2 separate regions of the Mus musculus genome follow, and region 1 is linked to region 2. Evidence: chromatin contacts called from public HiChIP or PLAC-seq data. All regions are on one chromosome and are shown on one strand. Each heading gives the region's core, a stretch centred on a gene start, on an enhancer-like site or on the middle of the called end of the contact. The rest is flanking DNA. Distances are from core to core; before and after follow the strand shown. Region 1 overlaps Nf1 (neurofibromin 1). Region 2 has its middle 3.9 kb from the start of Gm30413.

What was found. HiChIP or PLAC-seq counts read pairs in DNA pulled down with a chosen protein or histone mark.
Region 1: a FOXA1 HiChIP or PLAC-seq map of pancreatic cancer cells shows a contact between it and region 2. The contact joins two enhancer-like sites. A contact is called at or near these places in 1 of 115 datasets of contacts at active chromatin or transcription factors (pancreatic cancer cells) and 2 of 9 other capture datasets (adipose tissue and pancreatic islet).

The regions. Positions count from the first base shown.
Region 1 is chr11:79,532,883-79,537,461 of GRCm38.p6, reverse strand. Nf1 (neurofibromin 1) reads right to left here. Exons shown (of 58, transcript NM_010897.2): 37 at 1,427-1,859; 38 at 329-669. Among named protein-coding and RNA genes, the nearest start is that of Evi2a, 4.6 kb to the right of the region's middle. Within about 2 kb of position 2,956, at least 84 of the 459 cell types and tissues checked have an H3K27ac peak or open chromatin away from gene starts, as enhancers often do. A contact at or near this core is called in pancreatic cancer cells, where this site is marked.
Region 2 is chr11:79,193,731-79,198,706 of GRCm38.p6, reverse strand. No RefSeq gene overlaps it. Among named protein-coding and RNA genes, the nearest start is that of Gm30413, 3.9 kb to the right of the region's middle. Within about 2 kb of position 2,331, at least 71 of the 459 cell types and tissues checked have an H3K27ac peak or open chromatin away from gene starts, as enhancers often do. A contact at or near this core is called in pancreatic cancer cells, where this site is marked.

The DNA of each region.
Region 1 (4,579 bases), core at 1,707-4,206, 340 kb before region 2:
TGTCAGTTTCCAGGTATACATTGCCTTGCACTTGGCCACAGCCGCGACAGAACGTGGTATTTGACTGTGATGCTCTCCAGACAGTAATATTCTTTTTGTTCATGTTGCTCTGTTGCTGAGGCAAAGGAAGAGCACCAGAAGATTTCTTTAGAGAAAACTCCTGAGATGACACAGGTAGGACGCAGTAATGTATCCGATTCATTAAACTTTAGGCCTTCCCTTGCCCTTAACAGTGGCACTCAGTTAACAACAGTGAGATACTATTCAACTTGAAGTGAATTTAATTAAAAAAAAAAAAAAAAAGGAAGGGTGGGAGAGAAATACCTACCGTAAACTAGGGTCTGAACTGCCCAAATTCAGTAACGCAATATTAAGCAGTGTCCCAGGGACATCCTTTGGTCGAATCTTGGTATGCTGAGGGATGGAGTCAGGTTGTGACAGCTCCCAGCGGGTCCTGATATGAATGATAGACTGAACAATGGCTTCACATTCTTGGTGCATGAAGGTCAGTGGTGTGCCTTGGTTTGCAATGGTTAGAGTGAACTGGTTCTCATCAACTAGGCAGATCTCTTCGATTTCAGAAGCATAGTAAATATCATTTAAAAAGACGGATTGCCCCAAAACTTTTGTTCTTTCTGCTGAAGTTACCTGAACAGCAGTAGAACCAACCTGAGAAACGGTGTGAGGAAGGAATAGATTCCAGTTACACAGAATTCTCAGAAGCTCCAAAACCCAACTCATTCCCCCCCCACGCCATGTTAGCTATGAGATTATTTAGTTTACTTTAACACTTACTTATAAATACTCTCAAAAGAAACTGGATCCAACAGAAAAAAATCATTTTTCTTTTAAAAAAGGCCAAGAATTTTATAAATACTGAAGGGGGTAAAACTCACCACTCTGAAAAACCATGATGCAATCAACAGAACTATGTCGCCAGGTCCTTTCCATTCCACACAGCCAACCACTGGGCAGAGTTCAGTCTATAGCATTTTTTTTTTTTTTTTTTTTGCCCCTTACCCAAACTAAGTACCTTAAAAATTAATCTATTTTGTGTGTATGAGTGTTTGCCTGCATATATATCTCTGCTTCACATGTGTGCCTGGTGTCCTCGGGAGCCAGAAGATCCCTTGGAACTGGAGTTACAGACAGTTATGACCCACCATGCGGGCTCTGGGGACTGAATCCTGGATCTCTAGAAGAGCAGCCAGTGCTCTTAACCACTGTGCCACCACTCAGGCTTTATGAGAGTGTCTTGTAAGTGTGCAATTTTCTGTAGAACCACAATAAAGATAGAAGTCTTGGTCTTCCCACATCTGGATGGAACTAATATTAGATATGCAACTATGAGAACATTTGTAGAGATCACAATATAACCTGGTTAGTCAGGAAAGGCAACAAATATTTAAAACAGACCAGAGGTTACCTTAATAGAAACTTTGGTGTCCTTGTGAGCTAACTTGAGAGCATTGTGGAAAACCTTTAGATCTTCTTCCAAAGCCAAGGTAGCAGCAGGGAGTTTCTGTTGCTCATGCTCTATATGTTCAGCCAGCTTCCCAGGACAGTCGATGAAAATGAGCCTTTTGCTGCCCTTGAGGCCAGTCAGCAGCCGCTCATGGTATTTGGTATACTCCCTGACCCAGGAGTTACAGTTATAGATATAGACTGCAGAGACGTTGTCATAGGCAAAGCCAGGAAAGACAACAAACCACTTAGAGAGGAAGTCTGTTTTAAAGCGATTGCTAGGCCCAGTATGGGTAAGGTCCACTACAATTTCATATGGCTTTGCATAATATGGCTTTAAAGTCAGCAAGACATGGTATATCAGCAGATCACCATTGATCTGGCCAGTTTTGAACCTAAGGAAGGCAACAAAAAAAGGATAGATTGTTAAAATGTTCTGAATGTACAGAATATAAGTATTTTTGTTTACCTTTACTAATTGTGTGTGCATGTCGGTGTGAGCGTGTGCATGCGTGTGGAAGCCAGAAGACAACACAGCACACCCATGGGGGCAAGAGTCAGCTCCCCTCGCTCCCTACCAGGTATGCTGTGCAGACTGGATTTAGGTTGTCAGGCTTATAATGACAGCATCGTCACCTGTTGGGCCATCTCACTGACCCCTTTGAAAAATTTTATCGTTAATCTTTTCATATTTCTAGTTCTGAGCTTAGCCTTTAATGCTGAGCTATCTCTCTGGTTCTGATTAATTTTCTAAAGAGAACAATGATATAAAACAAGTCTTCAAAGTATGGATTTTTTTGTTTTATATTTTCCAGGCTTTAAGCAATAAGGATAAAGAGAGAAGAAACAAACTCCTTAAAAATTATGGCAATAGCAACAAATCTGCCTATCAAGAAAGAAGACAGTGAAAGACACTGGGTACTCCTCAGAGAGGCCAGTGGCTGGAAAAGATGCTCAGAAGCTGAGGCCAATCCATGGAGCTGACCTTGAACAGAAGGTGGCTCAGCAATGAACACAAAGACTCAAGTCAGGACAATGAAGCCAGAGGCTTAAATCCCAGGCTAAATCATAGTTCGAATTGTGGGGGTTTGAGAGCTTTTCTCCATGTTTGTAATTAAGAAAATACACAGCCCTGGGATTTGTTTGCTTGTTTATTATGTTTCAAAGACAGGGTTTCTCTTTGTAGCTATGACTATGCAGGAATTCACTTTGTAAACTCACAGAGATCCACCTCCCTCTGCCTCCCGAGTGCTGGGATTAAAGGGCTGCATCATTACTGCTCAGCCGAGGGATTATAAATTTTATCTTGGGATAGGAAGGAAAAGTCTTCCTCAAAACCCAAAGAGAAGGAGCTGAGAAGTGAAAAGACAGTCTGGAGTTTGGCTATAATCTGAGTCATAGATAAAATTCTCCCCCATGGTTAGATTTATCCAGGCTGTTCAGCTGTATAAGCTAATGTTCCATGTTTTGATTAAACCACATTAGGTCATACACCACGTCCACTTGGCTTGGGTCCTGGAAATCTGACTGGAGCAGTGAAGGAATCAAGAAAGGGCTGACACAAATGCACAAGCAGACAAGCTGGGGGGAGGTGGGCTGTGTGCACTCTGATGGTGCTGCACCAACAACTGCAGCAAGCCTAACCCTCAGGAAATGTATTAGGTACAGCGAGGCCACCTAGTCTTGACAGGAGACTTCTGTAAGTGAGCAGTCTCCAGCTTTACCGACCAGGGGGAAAGAGAGCTGCAATTGCCAACTTTGGCACACACTGGTCAACTGTTGGTAAACACTCATATTTGTACACCCTGCCAACATCCTAGGGACGAGAGGACGGCTCTGCAGTCCTTCCCAGCCCACCATGGGTGTATGGGGGTGTGTGAGAGAAGCTTTGCCACTGCCATGGACCTGAGGCATTCAAACACCATTCATTCCTCAGGACTTGATTTGGTCCTTACACATTCACCCGCAGTTTCCCCCGCTTCCCCAGGCACACTTGGCTCACAACTGAAAGAGCACAAGTAGGCACAGAAGGAAGCTCGGAAGAGTGCTGTGCTTGACTAACTCAGGCCCACTGTTCCTTATGCTCCATTATCTCTGAGTTATGATAAGTATCTTCATGTAAAAACTTTTAATCTTGTCAAAAAATAAAATGACAAGTTAAATTATTTTTAAAATGAAACAAACAGTTTAAGATTAAAAAGAATAAATGATAAAAGACACCCCCCCCCACCACTTGAGGCAGCTGGGAGAGCTGGTCATGACAGAGAGTGAACTGGCACCACCACCAGCTGCAGCACTTGGGAGAGCAGGCCCTGCACCTTGCCTGCTCAATATAGTAGAGCTGGCCCTCACAGAGAAGGCAGGTGGGCCCGCCCTGAGAGGGTGAGAACTGGCCTGACCCTTTGCTATCTGCAGCACTTGAGAGAGTGGGACCCATGCCTCAGCTGGGCTGACTCTGGAGGTGTGAGTACGGATAAGCCTCTCTGAGGGCTTGCGAGCAGGAGAACTGACGCTGCCTCTTGACGACGGCAGCATTAAGTGGGCTAGCTGCAGCAGTGCTAGAGAGCTTGCCCCTGGTGGTGTGGATAAAAAAGACCTGGCATGCTGATGAGCTTAGCTATCATCTAGGCTCAGATCCAGGGCTTTGAGTTGGCCCATCCCTAAATCTTTATTATCTGTGAACTGGGGGAGCTCATGAAAGGGACAATCTTGTTGGTCCAGACCTGAAGGAACTCCATGACAGAGGGCAACAATGGGATGTCTGGGAGGAGTCCCAATGAGAATCCAATACTGATGGTGTGACAGAAGCCAGGGACCTCAGAAAGAGACCAATGACTCATTGCAATGAACATTTGCAAGTGAAGATGTGTGAAGCACAGGGATATACTGTGGGACACACTGTGACATACTACAGCTTCCATGATGAGATGTTTTCTATGCTTTGTTTTGTTTACTTCATTTATTGTTTGTTTTTTATTATCTTTGGGAGTGAGGTTTGCAAGCGTGGAGGGCAAATACAAGGGCATGAGGAGATGGGACTGTGGGGTACATGATTTGAAACTCACAGTCAATTAAAAAGTTGAAAAAAGCTGGGCAGTGGTGGCGAATGCCTTTA
Region 2 (4,976 bases), core at 1,082-3,581:
CACATGCACATGTTTCTAGAAAGATCTGGGAAAGAACTGGGTAAAAGACTGCAGCAGTGTGCACCAGCCAGGGATGCAGAGGAAGCCTGTCAGAGGAGCATGGTTTTAGCCATGGTCTCAGCAAGAATGGGGAGCCTAAGTTACCACCCTAGGTACCATGATCTCAGAGGGAAGAAAGGGGTCCAGTCCCCCATTTCTAGACAGTGGGATATCTCTGGGATGTTTCTAACCACTGCCAGGACAGTGCACCTTACTTCTTTTCTTCCAAGAATCATCACTTGTCCCCCACCTGACATTACCTGGCCCCCGTCTGACATCCCTCTGCAGTCTTCCTGCCAACCCTCTTCTCCTCACAAGATCCAGGCACTGCATTTACCCAGAAGTGCAGGCTGCAGTCCAGCCCTGTAACCTTTGAACAAGTGGTCCCCCCTTTTCAATAGCCTGCCCACCTTCTGTTTTCTTGTTTCTTTGTTCAGTGTTATGCTTTGAATGCTAAGTGTCCCCACCCCCACCCTACCCCCAGACTCATGAAGAACACTGATAACATTTTGGGAAGGTTGGTGAACTTTTACAAGATAGAGACCTCTGCTGGAGGAAGTAGGGTCACTCCGGGTGGGCCTTAACATTTTTTAGCCTGGCCCCACTTCCTGTTCACTCTCTGCCTCCCAACTACCGATGCAGTGTGACCAACTGTTTCCAGCTTCTGTCGTCACACCTTCCTGCCACAACAACAGACTGTTATCTCCTCGAACTGTAAGCCAAACAAACTCCTCCCTCCCTTAGGTTGCTTCTCGTCAGGTATTTGGTCATAGCAGTAAGAAAAGTTAAGTAATATAGCTGGTTCGGAGACAGTGGCTCAAAACAAGCTTTCCAATTTGAAATGTAACCCAGACTGGCCTGGATCTCCTGGTTCTGCTTCTCCCCCCCTCCTGAATGCTGGGACCATGGACATGCACCACCCTGCAGGCTGGTTCCCCTTTGTCACTTGGCTAGCTTCTACTCACTCGAGGGTTCATCACAGATGCTGCCCCTCCCCTGGGAGCCTCCCGCCGTGTCTGTCATCTTGGTACACTTGATGAATAGTGATGAACTCACCACTACCATACACCTACTCACAGACACAGAATGTGTCTGCCCTCTAGTCTACCGGGAGGTTGGATGTGAGTAGAATCCTGGTTTCCACTTCTTTTTTTCTTCTCTCATACAATACATCCAAACCAAAGCCTTCCCTCCCTTTCCTTCTCCCAATCCTTTATGGCCCCTCCCCATTTCCCATTTCTGTATTTCCAGAATCTGGCAGAGAGTTCATGGTATCGAATAAATGAGGGCATGCATGCATGAACGCATGAGTCAGTAATCTCCTCCTCGTGGCTAAGGAGAACCATGCAGCTCTGTGCTGGGTGTCAGGACCTCAGGAGCCCAGGGCAGTGGCAACATCAGAAGGGCCCACAACTCCCTTGCTCTCGCTGCCTTCTCTCTCACCGCTTTGCCTGTGTCTGAAGATCTAGGACCACAGTCAGGGCAGACATTGGCTTGTGTGTAGGGCTGACATGAACCCAGGGAGTGGGGGAGTGGATGCAACTGGGCAGCCCAGACAAACCCATCAGAGGGCCGCAGCTGCTCTGTGCTTCCTAGGCATGTGGTTAAGTACGAATGAAGAGATGGCAAGCAAGGAAGGCAGAAGGCTCGGGCGTGGGACAAGAGGCCTTCTGAACTCTTAGATCTGGGCAGGAAGGGTCAGGGTTAGTCCCAGAGGTCATATGAGTGAAGGCTATGCCTTCATTGTGAACTGACAACATTAGCTAGTCCTCTAGGGCTAAGTAAGAAACATCCCCCCCCCCCCCACTTCCCAGGCAGCTACTTCCTCTCCATCCCCTCACCATCTCAGGACAGCTCTGAACATGACGATTGGAGCCCACATACAGGTCAGTACAGCTTCGCCATTTCCAAATGTGCTTGAAAACTTTTTTTAGAATCCCTCCTCTTTGCCTGGAGAGATGACTCAGAGGTTAAGAATGTTTTCTGTCTTTACAAAAGACCCTGGTTTCACTCCCAGCATGCACATGGCAGCTCAAAATCAGCCCTAACTCCAGCTCCAGGGGACCTGACACCCTCCTCTGGCATTTGTGAGCTCCTGAACACATAAACACATAAACACATAAACACACGCACACACACACACACACACACACACACACACACACTTAAAAGAGAAGATTCCTTGTTTGATTTTCCCTTTTCTTCTTTTAAACAGGGTTTTTGCTGTGCAGCTCAGGCTAGCCTTGAAACTCCTGATCATCTCCCTCCAGAGTTCTGGGATTAGAGGCATGCAAAACCACACTGGGCCTTACTGTATGTATTGTTTCTGGGCATTTCCTAGTGGTTTCTCTAGTGGTTTTGTGGTTTCAAGGTCTACTTGGAGTTAATGCTGCATCATTTCACATGCTAGTCTCTGCTGTTTACCACAGCCCCCATTTGCCACCCTCCTGTCCTTTCAGCTGCCACTGTTGCCTGTGTTAAACTCCATTGGGCAGAGTTCTGCCACACTCTTCAAACAGTAACATCCACTTGGAGAGTTTAATCCCACAGAGCTATTGGTCACTTTCTTCTGATCTGAAGATGCCTGTTTTTGTAAAGGAGAGTTTCTCCTCAGACTCCTTTTGGCACATCATATAACATAGGGCTTTGGACAGTGAGTTCTGTGCCCCCTGCCTCCCCTTAACATCTTCAATTTATCTTCACGTTTTTCTTTTCTTTAGGTTTTATTTTTCTGAGACAGGGTTTCTCTGTGTAGCCCTGGCTGTCCTGGAACTCACTCTGTAGACCAGGCTAGCCTCAAATTCAGAGATTGACTTGACTCTGCCTCCCGAGTGCTGGAATTAAAGGCATGGGCTATATTCACCTTTTTTTTTTCTTTTTCTGTTTTACATATTGTAGCTTGTCCTGTAACTCACTGCATAGCAAAGCATGGCCTTGAACTTCTGAACCTCCTGCCTCTACTTAAGTGTTGGGATTACAGGCAAGTGCCACCACTCATGGTTTATATGGCACTAAAAACCAAACCTGGGACTTGATGCATTTAGGGAAGGGCTCTGCCAATTGAGGCACACCCTTGTCCCTCATCTTTCTCTTTTTATAAATAATGGATTCATTTAAACATTTTTTAAAAAATCACAATTTATTTATTTCTGCATACACACATACATGGCATGACCCACATGTGGAGGTCGGGGTGGGGAGGAGCAAGTTGGGGGGGTTGGTTCTCTTCTTTTACTCTAAGAGGTCCTGGAAATTGAACTCATGTCTCCAGGCTTGGCAGCAAGCATTTTCATCCACTAAGCCATCTTGCTACTCTTTATCTTTAATCTGTGTACCTTGTGTGGGTCTAGTGCTCTCAGAGGCCAGAAGAGGGCATTGGGTCCCCTAGACCTGGAGCTACAAATGGTTGTGAGAACCATGTGGGTGCTGGAAATCAAACCTGGGTCCTCTAAAAGAGCAGTCAGTGCTCTTAACCATGGAGCCATCTCTCCAGTCCTTAGATATCTTCACTCATGAGAGATATTTCCATTCACAGAAACGGGTGGGAATGGGCAGCTTTGATCTCCACACCATAAAGGCAGGGGCAGGTAGACCTCTGTAAGTTCAAGGGAAACCTGCTCTACATGGAGAATTCCTTCCCAGCCAGGATTAAAGGCAAGCACTACCATATCTAGTCCTGACTGTTTATTTATTTAACTTTGTTTTTTTGAGACAGGGTCTCTCTATGTGTCTCTGGCTGTCTAGGAACTTGCTATGTAGACCAGGCTGTCCTCGAACCCATAGAGCTCTGCCTGCCTCTGTCTCCAGAGTTCTGGGACTAAAGGAGTGTGCCACCATGCTCAGTCCTTGGTAGTTTACTTTTAATGCTCCCAGAGCAGCTTAGCAATATTCCCCATTGTTCTCTGGTTCAAAGTGCCCCGTGGATTTTGACTTCCTAAGCTGAAACACTGCAGAATATTTTGTAGTTTTGAATTTCCACTTGGCTACACTTGAAACACACACACACACACACACACACACACACACACACACACACACACACACACTTTTAGCCTACCAGCCAGATAACCATAGAGCTGGCCTTCAGACCCATGCCTAAGCAACTCTCAAATTGCCTTCATTCACATGGGTATGACTTTCTTCTCTCTGTATACTGAAAGCTCCAGAATATCTTACCGTTCAGGTGACAGTGGCAGGCTTTGATGTATATGACTTCCCCTATGTATAAAGTTCACCCAGATTCAGAATACAGTTGTAGTCATTGCCTCTAATGTCTTATCCTGGGCTGGGACATAGATCAAAGACCACTGGCTCTGAAATTAGAATTGTCTGGGTTCAAGTCTTACCTCTGACATCTGTGTGGCCCAGGGTCAGTCACTTCAATTTCCACGTGTGTAGGATAGGTGTGATTTGAATATGCTTGGCCCAGGGAATGGCACTATTAGGAGGTATGGCCTTGTTGGAGGAGGTGTGGCCTTGTTGAGGAAATGTGTCACTTTGAGGGTGGACATTGAGACCCTCTCTCCTCCTAGCTGCCTGGAAGCCAGTCTTCTGTTTGCCTTTGGAACAAGATGTAGAATTCTCAGCCCCTGCGTCATGCCTGCCTGGATGATGCCATGCTCCTACGTTCATGATAATGGACTGAACCTCCGAACCTGTAAGCCAGCCCCAATGAAATGTTTGCCTTTACAGGAGTTGCTATGGTCATGGTGTCTCTTCATGGCCATGGAAAACCTGGCTAAGACCATAGGTGACTTCAAAATATCATAGCTAAGTTAAAGTGAGATACAGGACATTAAGCTCAAAGGACAGTGGATGACAGAGCAAGTTCTCATTTGACCATTTGACTGGACCCGCCTCCTCTGAGCTGTGGTAGGGAGTTTGGGGGATGTGAGGAGTCACAGAGGAAGGCAAGAGGAGGGTCCTGCTGGGGACGC